Linked DNA regions of Macaca mulatta: region 2 is linked to region 1. The links are chromatin contacts, called in public Hi-C maps. All regions are on one chromosome and are shown on one strand. The core of a region is the stretch at or near the end of the contact, and the rest is flanking DNA. Distances in the headings are between cores, read along the strand shown.

Region 1 (4,787 bases), core at 240-2,739:
ATTTTTCACGAGCTCATTCAAGTTTTCAGTGAATGCTTTCTCCCAAGACAGACAACTGAGGGTCCTGATGTAGGAATTACCCTGACTGTAATCAAATTGCAGGGTAAAAACACGACAAGTCCGCTTTCCACGCTGCTACTCTGCCCAAACTTCCCCTTTTCATTCTGGGAATGACCATCGACTCTCAAAATGATGTTAAACAGCCCACAGCTGACCTACACTCCCTCTCCAGACAAATCCTATACTTTTCTGTATCAAAGCAGCATTTGCCAAGTCTTGGTAGGGAGCACTTCAGTCGTTGCCAGAGAGGTGCCCATACATAAGGTGGAAGTGTCCATGTTGCAAGGCAGTGTAAACGCTCAGATTTCAAGCATTCATAATGCGTTGACAGAAACATTTTTTTTTCTATTTAAATCTCGTGTCGATTCCTACTCTGGCAGTGATTTGTGCAAAGCCACCTAGGTCATTACGTCGCTTTTTAAATACCGATTTGTCAAGAAAGATAGTGTTTCCAAAAGAAAATTTCACAACCCGCACAAATGCCATTTCCAAATTTAACCGTGGCTAATGCTTAAAAGTGTAAGCGTTAACACAGCAAAATCAGCATGAGAGACAAAACACACACACATACACGCACAATCCTTCAACACTGAACTAGGGCGCCAGCCTCATGTTTAAATATCTCAACTTGAACTCCACTGAAACAAGAAGGAATTCTCACTAGCCAGGCAGCAGCAAGGCTTTTGTGAACACTTCTTATTTTCAAAGAATCCTTTTTTTAAAAAACTGAAAATTAATTTCTAACTGCTTTAAAGGGCGCATGACTGGGTCAAAAGACAAACACAAAAAGTGTGGGACACTCTCAGGCGGGAGCAGCGCTGGTTTAGTCCCGGCCGGAGGGGAAGGAGGGAAATCAGTGAGGGGTCAGAAACCGCAGGAAAGACGCGGGAGGCGCGGCGCCGACCCGCGAGCAGCCCGGGCCAGGCCGAGCCCGCGCCCTGCGCCCGCCGCGTCCCCCACCGGGAACTGCCCGTACCTGCCCGACCCGCCGGGATGCGCTGCGGGGCCCGCGCCGCCCGTGCCTCTCACGGCGCCGCGTCCGCCGCCCGCGAGCCAGGAAGCCACCGCGGCCTGCGGCTTCCCGCCACCGCCACCCGCTCCTTCTTCCAGGGAAACGGCGAGCTGACTGAAAGCGTAAAGAAGCGAGCAGAAGCCGCAGGCCAAACACAGCACGACGACGCGCAGGTAGCGCCGCATCGCCCCGGCCGCGATCCTCAGTCTCCGCCGCCGCCGCGCCCGCCCGGGCGAACTGGAGCTGAGGGAGCGGCACCGCGCAGCTGCGGGCGCAACAAGTTCCTCCCCCGCCGCCGCCGCCGCGGCCGCCGCCTTGCACCCGCTCCCTTCCTTCCCTCCCCGCCCACCACCTAGGCGAGCGCAGCCGCGGCGCCAGAGCCGGCTGACAACCCGCCCGGAAGCCCGGACGCCGCCTCTGCCGCCGTGCGCCCATGGGTCAGCCGCAGCGACGCAGCCCCGCCTCTCCCCCGGGCGGGAGGGCTGGACGCGCCGGCGCAGATCGCGTGGGAGGGACGCAGGGCTGGCGCGCCTGGGGCGGAGTGGGCGCGCGGAACGCGGCGCGCTTGCGGGGAAGAGTGAGCGCAGGCTGACGCGCAGGTGACTTGGAGCCCAGTGGGTCTCGACCGCCGAGAGAGGTGGAGCGAAAGCCTCGGCTCTGGAGGCAGTTGACCTAAATTCTAATTATGGTCCTTCCACATGGTGGTTTGTGACACTGGGTAACCTAAATTCTCTGAGCATGTTTCTTCGTCCCTAAAATGGAGCTACTATCCTCATCGTGGGGTGGTTGTAAAGATTAAACTGTTTAACGCACGAAAACCGCCTAGCACTTAGAAGGCACTTGACTAGGCCACTTTCCTCTCCATCCTCCCCCAGCCTGTAAGTTTCTGTGATACTAGAATGTGCACGAGCCATTTTCACTCAGATAAGCTCATTGCTTCGTGTGTTTGGTATGCGGACCTTGCCTGCCAGCAGACAGTTCCTGTACTGCAGGGCTCTTCCCTTTGACCTTTTTGACCTCCCTCACAACTCATTATTTGCATGTGCAAAACAATTAGTATTCTCCCCACAGAGCTTCTCCTTTCTTCCCCAGTTCTTCTCCCTCTTCTTCAGCTGTTTCCACTACGTTCATTCATTGACCATTTATAAAGCATCACTTGGGCCAAGCGCTGTGTGAGTACCTAGGGGTATAAAGAAGCCTAACTGGAGCGTGGGTGGGACAGCGGATACTTGTAAATAAGCGCAACACAATGATACAGACTTAAGATCCAGGCCTGTAAGGGACACACACAAAGGAACAATCAGTTCTGTCTGCGAGTGTGGTCAAGAGAGACTTCATAGCAAAGGTGCCGCTAGAGTCTTGAGTCGGTTAAGGGAAGTAATTCCAGGCTGAAGGATCAATAAACAGGCTCCTGTGTAGGGAACCGTGAGAAGTTTGATACCACCAGCTAAGTGAATGCAAGAGAGGATATGACGAGCGATAAGAGCGTAGAAGTGGCCAGATATTTGAATGCTTTGTTTAGCACACCTAGGAGTTTGAATTTAATCTGCAAGACACTAGTGAACCATTGAAGGGTTTTTAAATAGGGAAGTAACATGATCACATTTGCATTTTAGAGAGCAGACTCTGGCTGTAGTGTGGAGGCTGAAACAGCTAGAGGAGAGATTGGAAGCAGAAAGCAGCACCAGTGCCAAAAAGTGAGGGAAGGGAGGCTTCAAAATACACACACACACACAAACACACATTCATAGGGAAAAATCATGCGTTTAACTGCTGAAATTGCATCTGGGGAGTTGACAAGTTTCACCATGAAATACAAGGTGGGGAAATGCTCAATATAGTAGCAGTTTCCATTTGGATCCTTGGCTCCCTATACCAAAAAAGTAGTGGTTCTGTGACCATGAGAAAGTCACTGAACAAATTTAAGGTTCAACTTCCTCCCCTTCTTACTTTACCTGATAAAAAATGAAAATTAGCATGCTATCGAGATGTGTAAAGAGAATGAGAACATACATTTATGCATTCAATAAACATTTATTGAACATATTCTACATGCCAGACAAGGGGCTCGGATGCAGAGTATTCAGAAATAAAGGAGTGTACTGCTCTCAAAGGCAGGACAGGCAAATAAGAATCACGAGAATGCTAAATCCTTCCACTACAACTTACACTTCTTAGAGAAATGAAGATAAACTTAACGAAGTACCCAGAATGATAGGAAAAGCATTGATAATAATGAAAATACCTTTTGAGAGAAAGCTGAAGGATATGGTACCAAGAAACTAGAGTAAGGACTGGTACTCAAAAAATGTTTAATTTAAAAGATACTAACTGTAACTTATCTATTTCAACAAAGAAACTAAACGTAGTAATAATTAAGAATAACTCCTTGACCCACAGATGGTTAAAATAATGGAATGGCAAAAAGAGAAGGCAAGCAATTTTCATTTCTGCAACAATTTTATGAAAAGAGCATATCGGGAAGAATAGCCACTCATTTATTGACATCAGGGTACTGGACCATATTATCCCTTTAGGTTCCTTCTAATCCTGTAATTTTCTGTTGAAAAATTATATAAACCATTCCAAAAATAGAAATGATTTTTCTATTATACACCATCTTAACTGGCTATCTTTAAGGAGCTGTGTGCATGCTGGCATCCCCTCTAATTATTAACCGGATTTACACATTGCATTTTGATATTGCTAAAATTAAGTTATGAAGACGCTTTAACATATTTGATGTCACAACAGTTAGGTGTTTCTTTCATGTACTGCGTGAAGGTATGTATTCCTAAATCTATTTTTTTCTCTATGCCAGTCTCTTAATTCTCTGATAGACTGATATCCAAATTTTTAACCCATGTTGACCTTCATTCATCCTATCAAATAGGTAAATTTAGGTGGAGAAAAAGTAATTTAAGAGTATCAAAATTTGTTGTTTAGGAGATAGAGATCTCCATGATCTGGAAAATTCTCTGATTCAGAATTAAGCCATATCTCAATAATTTTATATTTAAAAGATTAATCTTGATTTTTCGTATAGCTCCTAGTACATCTTGGATATACAATAGGCATTCAATCAATGGGCGTTTTCTTTTTTTCTTTATTTATTTATTTAATTTTTTTGAGATGGACTTTTGCTCTCTCTCCAGGCTGGAGTGCAGTGGCGCAATCTCGGCTCACTGCAACCTCCGCCTCCCGGGTTCAAGTGAGTGATTCTCCTGCCTCAGCCTCCCGATTAGCTGGGACTAGAGGCGTGTGCCTGCCATCACGCCCAGCTAATTTTTTGTATTTTTAGTAGAGCCGGGGTTTCACCATGTTGGCCAGTATAGCCTCTATCTCTTGACCTCGTGATCCACCCGCCTTGGCCTCCCAAAGTGCTGGGATTACAGGCATGAGCCACTGCGCCCGGCCGCCGTTTTCATTTTGTTTAAATATCTTCTCTAAATCACTCTGGAGCAGATTTGGGGGCCTGCTCAGCATTTTCTTTACACTTCTACCTTAAGTACTTGATTCCTTAATTAAAAAAAAAAAAAAAAAGACATCTTATGGAGAAAGAGTTAAATTCTACACCTTTTCGGAGTAAAATTCAAAAACTTTTTGCAGGGAAAAAAAAAAACCTTTTTGCATGACTTCCATTTTATAAAGGTCTATACACAATGGAATTTAATCCTTGGCTGGACACAGTGGCTCACACCTGTAATCCCAGCGC
Region 2 (4,836 bases), core at 651-3,150, 190 kb after region 1:
CAACCTCCGCTTCCCAGTTTCAAGCAATTCTCCTGCCTCAGCCTCCCGAGTAGCTGGGATTACAGGTATCCACCACCATGCCCGGCTAATTTTGTATTTTTAGTAGAGACAGGGTTTCACCATGTTGGTCAGGCTGGTCTTGAACTCCTGACCTCAAGTGATCCACCTGTCTCAGCGTCCCAAAGTGGCCTAAACCAGGTATTCTTAATTCCAAATAAAACAATCAGACCAGTCCTAGGTATTATTTTGAAAAAACAACAACAAAAAACAAAAAACAAAAATCAATACAGTATTAACAATCACCGATTTAACTATGCCAGATTTGTACACCTTCCTTACAAGTTAGGAACTCCAGCAGGCTGAATTAAGGAATTCCTTTTTCCCAGTCACCACTCAAGAAAAATTCTTTTTTGGTTCTTCTTCTTTCAAGTATTCTTTACATCAACACTTTCAGTGCCAGACTGTATGGGTATGGAGATGGGTTTTAAATAGATGAAGGAAAAACCCTAAGGCTACTCCTAACTTCCACTCAGACTATGAGCAAAAAATGCTTTAATGCATATGTATTGTATATGGACAATACCTACACCTTGCTCACCCAGATCAGAAAGAGCATGGGGACTCAGAAAGAACCTTAGTCACTGATTTTTGCTAATACACAGTCATGCTACGCTTAACGAAGGAGGTATGTTCTGAGTGTGTTACGTGATTTCATAGCGCAAACATCATAGGGTGTACTGAGACAAACTTAGATGGTCTAGCCTATTGCTCTTAGGCTGCAACCTGTATAGCATGTTAATGTAGTGAATAATGTAGACAATTGAAACACAATGGTAAATATTTACGTAGCTAAAGACAGAAAAGGTGCACTAAAAACATGGTACAATGTATTATACTCTTAGGAGACCACTGTGGTATATGTGGTTTGTTGTTAACCAAAAAGTTGTTATGCTGTGCATGCCTGTACTATGGCTGGGTACCTTTTTTGTTTGTCTTAATTTTTTTTTCTCTGGAGTGGTGTGTAAAGAGGAAAATTTTCTTTTCCCCATTTAGTATGATATTAAGGAGGAAATTTAAGCTTTACGCATTGACAATATAAACTTCTTTCGAAATGTTAACTTTGCTTATTGCCAAATTATGAAATGATACATTATATAAATAGGCTTGGTGCCTGGAAGAGACGGACTTGTATGTATGTGTGTATATGTATATAAAATTTACAAATGTAATCAGTAATTAATTTTCACACCTTATCTTACAAAGTCAGCAAATTACTGTGAGAATATCAGACTCAACCAAATTCAAATTTCTGATTTAAAAAGAGCGTGTGGTGTGTATTTGAGATGGGGGACGAACCATCACAAATGGAAAAGTACTGACTCTAAGGCATGCCAATTCGTGAAGGAATGAGAAAACTGCCTCATGTTTGGTGTTTTGGGGGAATTATTTAGAAAACTTCAGGAACTCAACATAGATAGGTCGCTTTTTAAAAGTTTCTCATTTGAAACTATGCCTTAGACGTTCTGCTGAGAGCCGCGAAGGCAGGTAGACGTTAAGGTCCTGGAATAAAAAGGGTGGCAGGAGAGAGGGGCAGAGCATTTTGGCAGCCGAGTCTGGGGAGGGGGTCCCGCAGAAAAGAAGGCCGCAGCTGAGGAGGCGTTTACCTTCACGTGGGGTGGGCCTGGGAGACCAGAAGAGTGCGAGCCCTCAGCTCAGCTGGGGCTCAACCCCGACTCTTCGTAGCCGCTCGCAGCGGCCTTGGCATCACGAGTCCTGGGAGGGGTCAGGCGCGGGGACCAGATGGTAGCAGCCACGGTGCCTCTTCCCGGTTGTTTCAGATCCGGGCCCCGAAGGCGGGCCCAGAGGCGAGCGCTTCGCTGACGTCAATGCGCGCGCCGGAAGTGCCTACTGGGATAACGGCGGCGAGCGGACGACTACGTTTACGGGGTGTCTCGGAGGGCCAGAGTCGGTGAGCGACTTTTACCTTTCCCAGAGATGGATGCAGAGCGAGTGCGGGCTGCTAAACGCTGGGGGTTTAGCGGGGGCAGGCGGGAGTTTTCTGTGTCGGGTCCTGGATTCCCCTGCCTTTGAATTGTGCAGCAATTCTGCCCATGCGGTTGAGGGTGGAGAGACGCAGTGGAGTTTGGAATAAAGGGAAGTATTGAGTCTTAAGATACGGGTTCGCCTCTCTGTAGCGCCTTAATATGCAAAAAGAAGACTGAGCTAGGTAACTTCAGTAACCCGAGAGCAGTCAGGAAGTTCGTAATTGTACTGAAGGTGTTCGCCGTACCCAGCTATTAGGCACTTTGGGAACTACAAAATAAACGGACCTTTTTTTTTGGTTTGTTTTGTTTTCTGGTGGAGATCTCAGTCTAGTTGGGGAGACAAGGACAACTTGGGGAGAGTTAGATTCACAGAATGACTCATCTTTAGCGTGGGTATGGACAAATGTTGAACTTCTTGGCACCTTTTCTCTTCCTGTAAATCTATAATGGCTACGCACTGCTTTTTCTGTAAGAGGCCATAACGTGCCCATCATTCCTACAGAAAAATCAGAACATAATGCAAGGTAGTTTATACTTCTGCCCACCAGCACATACAGACCAGGCCTCTAACCACTCCCTGGGAGCCTGCGTTCTAGCAGCCTGGAACCCAGAGCCTCGCCTGGAGCCTGCACAATCTATCCAGAGTGAAGCCGATGTCTTCTAGAGGGACGGAAGTGCAATCCATCCAGGGCGCAGCTGAATTTTGAGAGGCCTGAATACCTCCGTGGCCGCCAGGGGACCGCTGGGACTAAGTCTCTTGGCAAACTTGTGGCCGGCCAAACCTACTATGCATTACATCCCTGTTATCCTTGGTTACCGCACAAGATGTAAGCCTCTTTGGTCTTCTGTGCTATAGTCTCATTTCCATGCTGCTTTGTGCTTCCTTTCGACTTAGGCTATCACTACTTCTTCGTTTCTTCCCCATTTAACCCCTCAACACCCCCATCTGTGCTTTCTGAAACATCTATTTCCTGCTTAAACTATTTTACGTATTCAACTTCTTTAGTGAAATTCTCTTTCATCTCCTAACCTTTACTATTGATAACACGTAGCTTTTCCTGCCAGCCATTTCAGTTGAGCCCTTTCTCTGACCCTGCATTTAAAATTTGGGCATGGCTGTAGCCATGTTGAACTGATTTCAATTCCTTAAAATACTGTCTTCCCTCAGTATCTTCACAAAGGCTCTTTTGTCTCTCTGGGACATTTGAGCTCCCTGTTCCCTCTTGCCTTTTTCTGGATAACTTCTACTAAAGATCTGAGTTTAGCTGTCACTTTACTTGAGGGGTATTCCCTAACTTCCATAGAGTTAGGTATTTTTGCTGTGTACTCTTAGCTGCCCTGCACTTCCCTTACGGCATTTATCACACGTATCCTAATTGCTTGTTTCTTTACCATCCCTACTAAGCGAGGCTATCGGTGAGGGACTGTGTTTGTCTTGTTGGTCTTTGTTACTCTAGTAGCTAATACTGTTCTTGGCACATAAGACAGTCAGGTATTTCTTGAATGATTGCAGGTGCTGAAGGTATGGTCTCAGAGATCAGACAGTTAACGTTAATGAATACTTCACCCATAAAAGGGGTCACCTGCCACTCAGCTACAGCTGGTTGTGGCTCTGTGAGAATATGATCCTAGTTTTGCCAGAACATCTACTTTTTTCAAAAAAAGTTGGTAATAGAATTTTTAAAAAAGCATCCTCTCCCAGTTTTTAAATGTTGTCGGTGGAATAGAATTTTATTAAAAAAAAAATGGGTCAAACACAAGTCTCATGTGGCCTATCAGTCACTAGTTTGGAATCTGTTTTAAGTCATGTAGGATTTATTTAATGGGCTTTGTGGAGAATAATAGGTTTTGAGTTGGGCCTTGATGGACTGTTGGATGTCAAATGAGAGAATAGGAAAAGGTATCCAGTTTGGAAAATAAACAGCTCTATGATAGTGTGTGTTAGTCTGTTTGTGGCACAATAAGGAAACTGGCATAATTATATGCTTTTGGAGAGAATAGAAGGTTAGATATAATAGAAGGTGGCATATGGAAGATAGAAGTTTGGATTTATTATGGTTAATAAACCACTTAGATTCTTGATCCTGGAAACTTCACATTATGAATATGCATTAACTGTTGATTATCCTTTTTTAGGGTAAAATGGAGGGTAAAACACTGGAAGGAGGCTGACCAGTTAAGACCTTAACCTCAATCCATATATGAAATAAGATTCAGATTTATAAATATTATATGTAGGCAGACATCTGGCATTTTTGTTTACTTGTGTAATTTCAGTTAATTGATCAATTATAATGGACAATCAGGGATCTCCTACTAAGTTTAGTGCAGTACATTCGGGCTTATAGAAGAAATATCCTTAGAGCGTTGGAAAGTCAAGTGACTTGTGAAACTAGTAGAGAATACAGTACTTTATATTTTTTTATTTTTTGAGACGGTGTCTTGCTCTGTTGCCCAGGCTGGAGTGCAGTGGGACGATCATGGCTCACTGTACCCTCCAGCTCCCAGGTTCAGGGGATTCTCCTGCCTCAACTTCCTGAGTAGCTGGTATTACAGGCATGTGCCACTATGCCCGGTTAATTTTTGTATATTTTTAAAGTGGAAACGGGGTATTACCATGTTGGCCAGACTGATCTTGAACTCCTGATCTCGAATGATCTACCTGGCTCAGCCTCCCAAAATGCTGGGATTACAGGCATGAGCCACTGCACTGGGCCCCGGCATCAGTTAATTTTTTTTTTCAACGACCTTAACTAATTATGTTCTAAAATTTATGTTTAGTTGTCTGGAT

What was found. A called contact is a pair of places that touch in the nucleus more often than the background predicts.
Region 2: a contact with region 1 is called in a Hi-C map of fetal cortical plate, with 2.7 times the contacts expected there. The contact joins the promoter of PPHLN1 here to the promoter of GXYLT1 in region 1. A contact is called at or near these places in 5 of 14 Hi-C or Micro-C datasets (cortical neurons, fetal cortex germinal zone, fetal cortical plate and 2 more).

What each region holds. Positions count from the first base shown.
Region 1 is chr11:49,080,753-49,085,539 of T2T-MMU8v2.0, forward strand. It overlaps GXYLT1 (glucoside xylosyltransferase 1), which reads right to left and starts at 1,490. Exons shown (of 8, transcript NM_001193857.2): 1 at 1,037-1,490. The coding sequence starts at 1,257.
Region 2 is chr11:49,268,507-49,273,342 of T2T-MMU8v2.0, forward strand. It overlaps PPHLN1 (periphilin 1), which reads left to right and starts at 1,901. Exons shown (of 13, transcript XM_077953921.1): 1 at 1,901-1,969. ZCRB1 (zinc finger CCHC-type and RNA binding motif containing 1) reads right to left here and starts at 1,813. Exons shown (of 8, transcript NM_001195521.1): 1 at 1,665-1,813.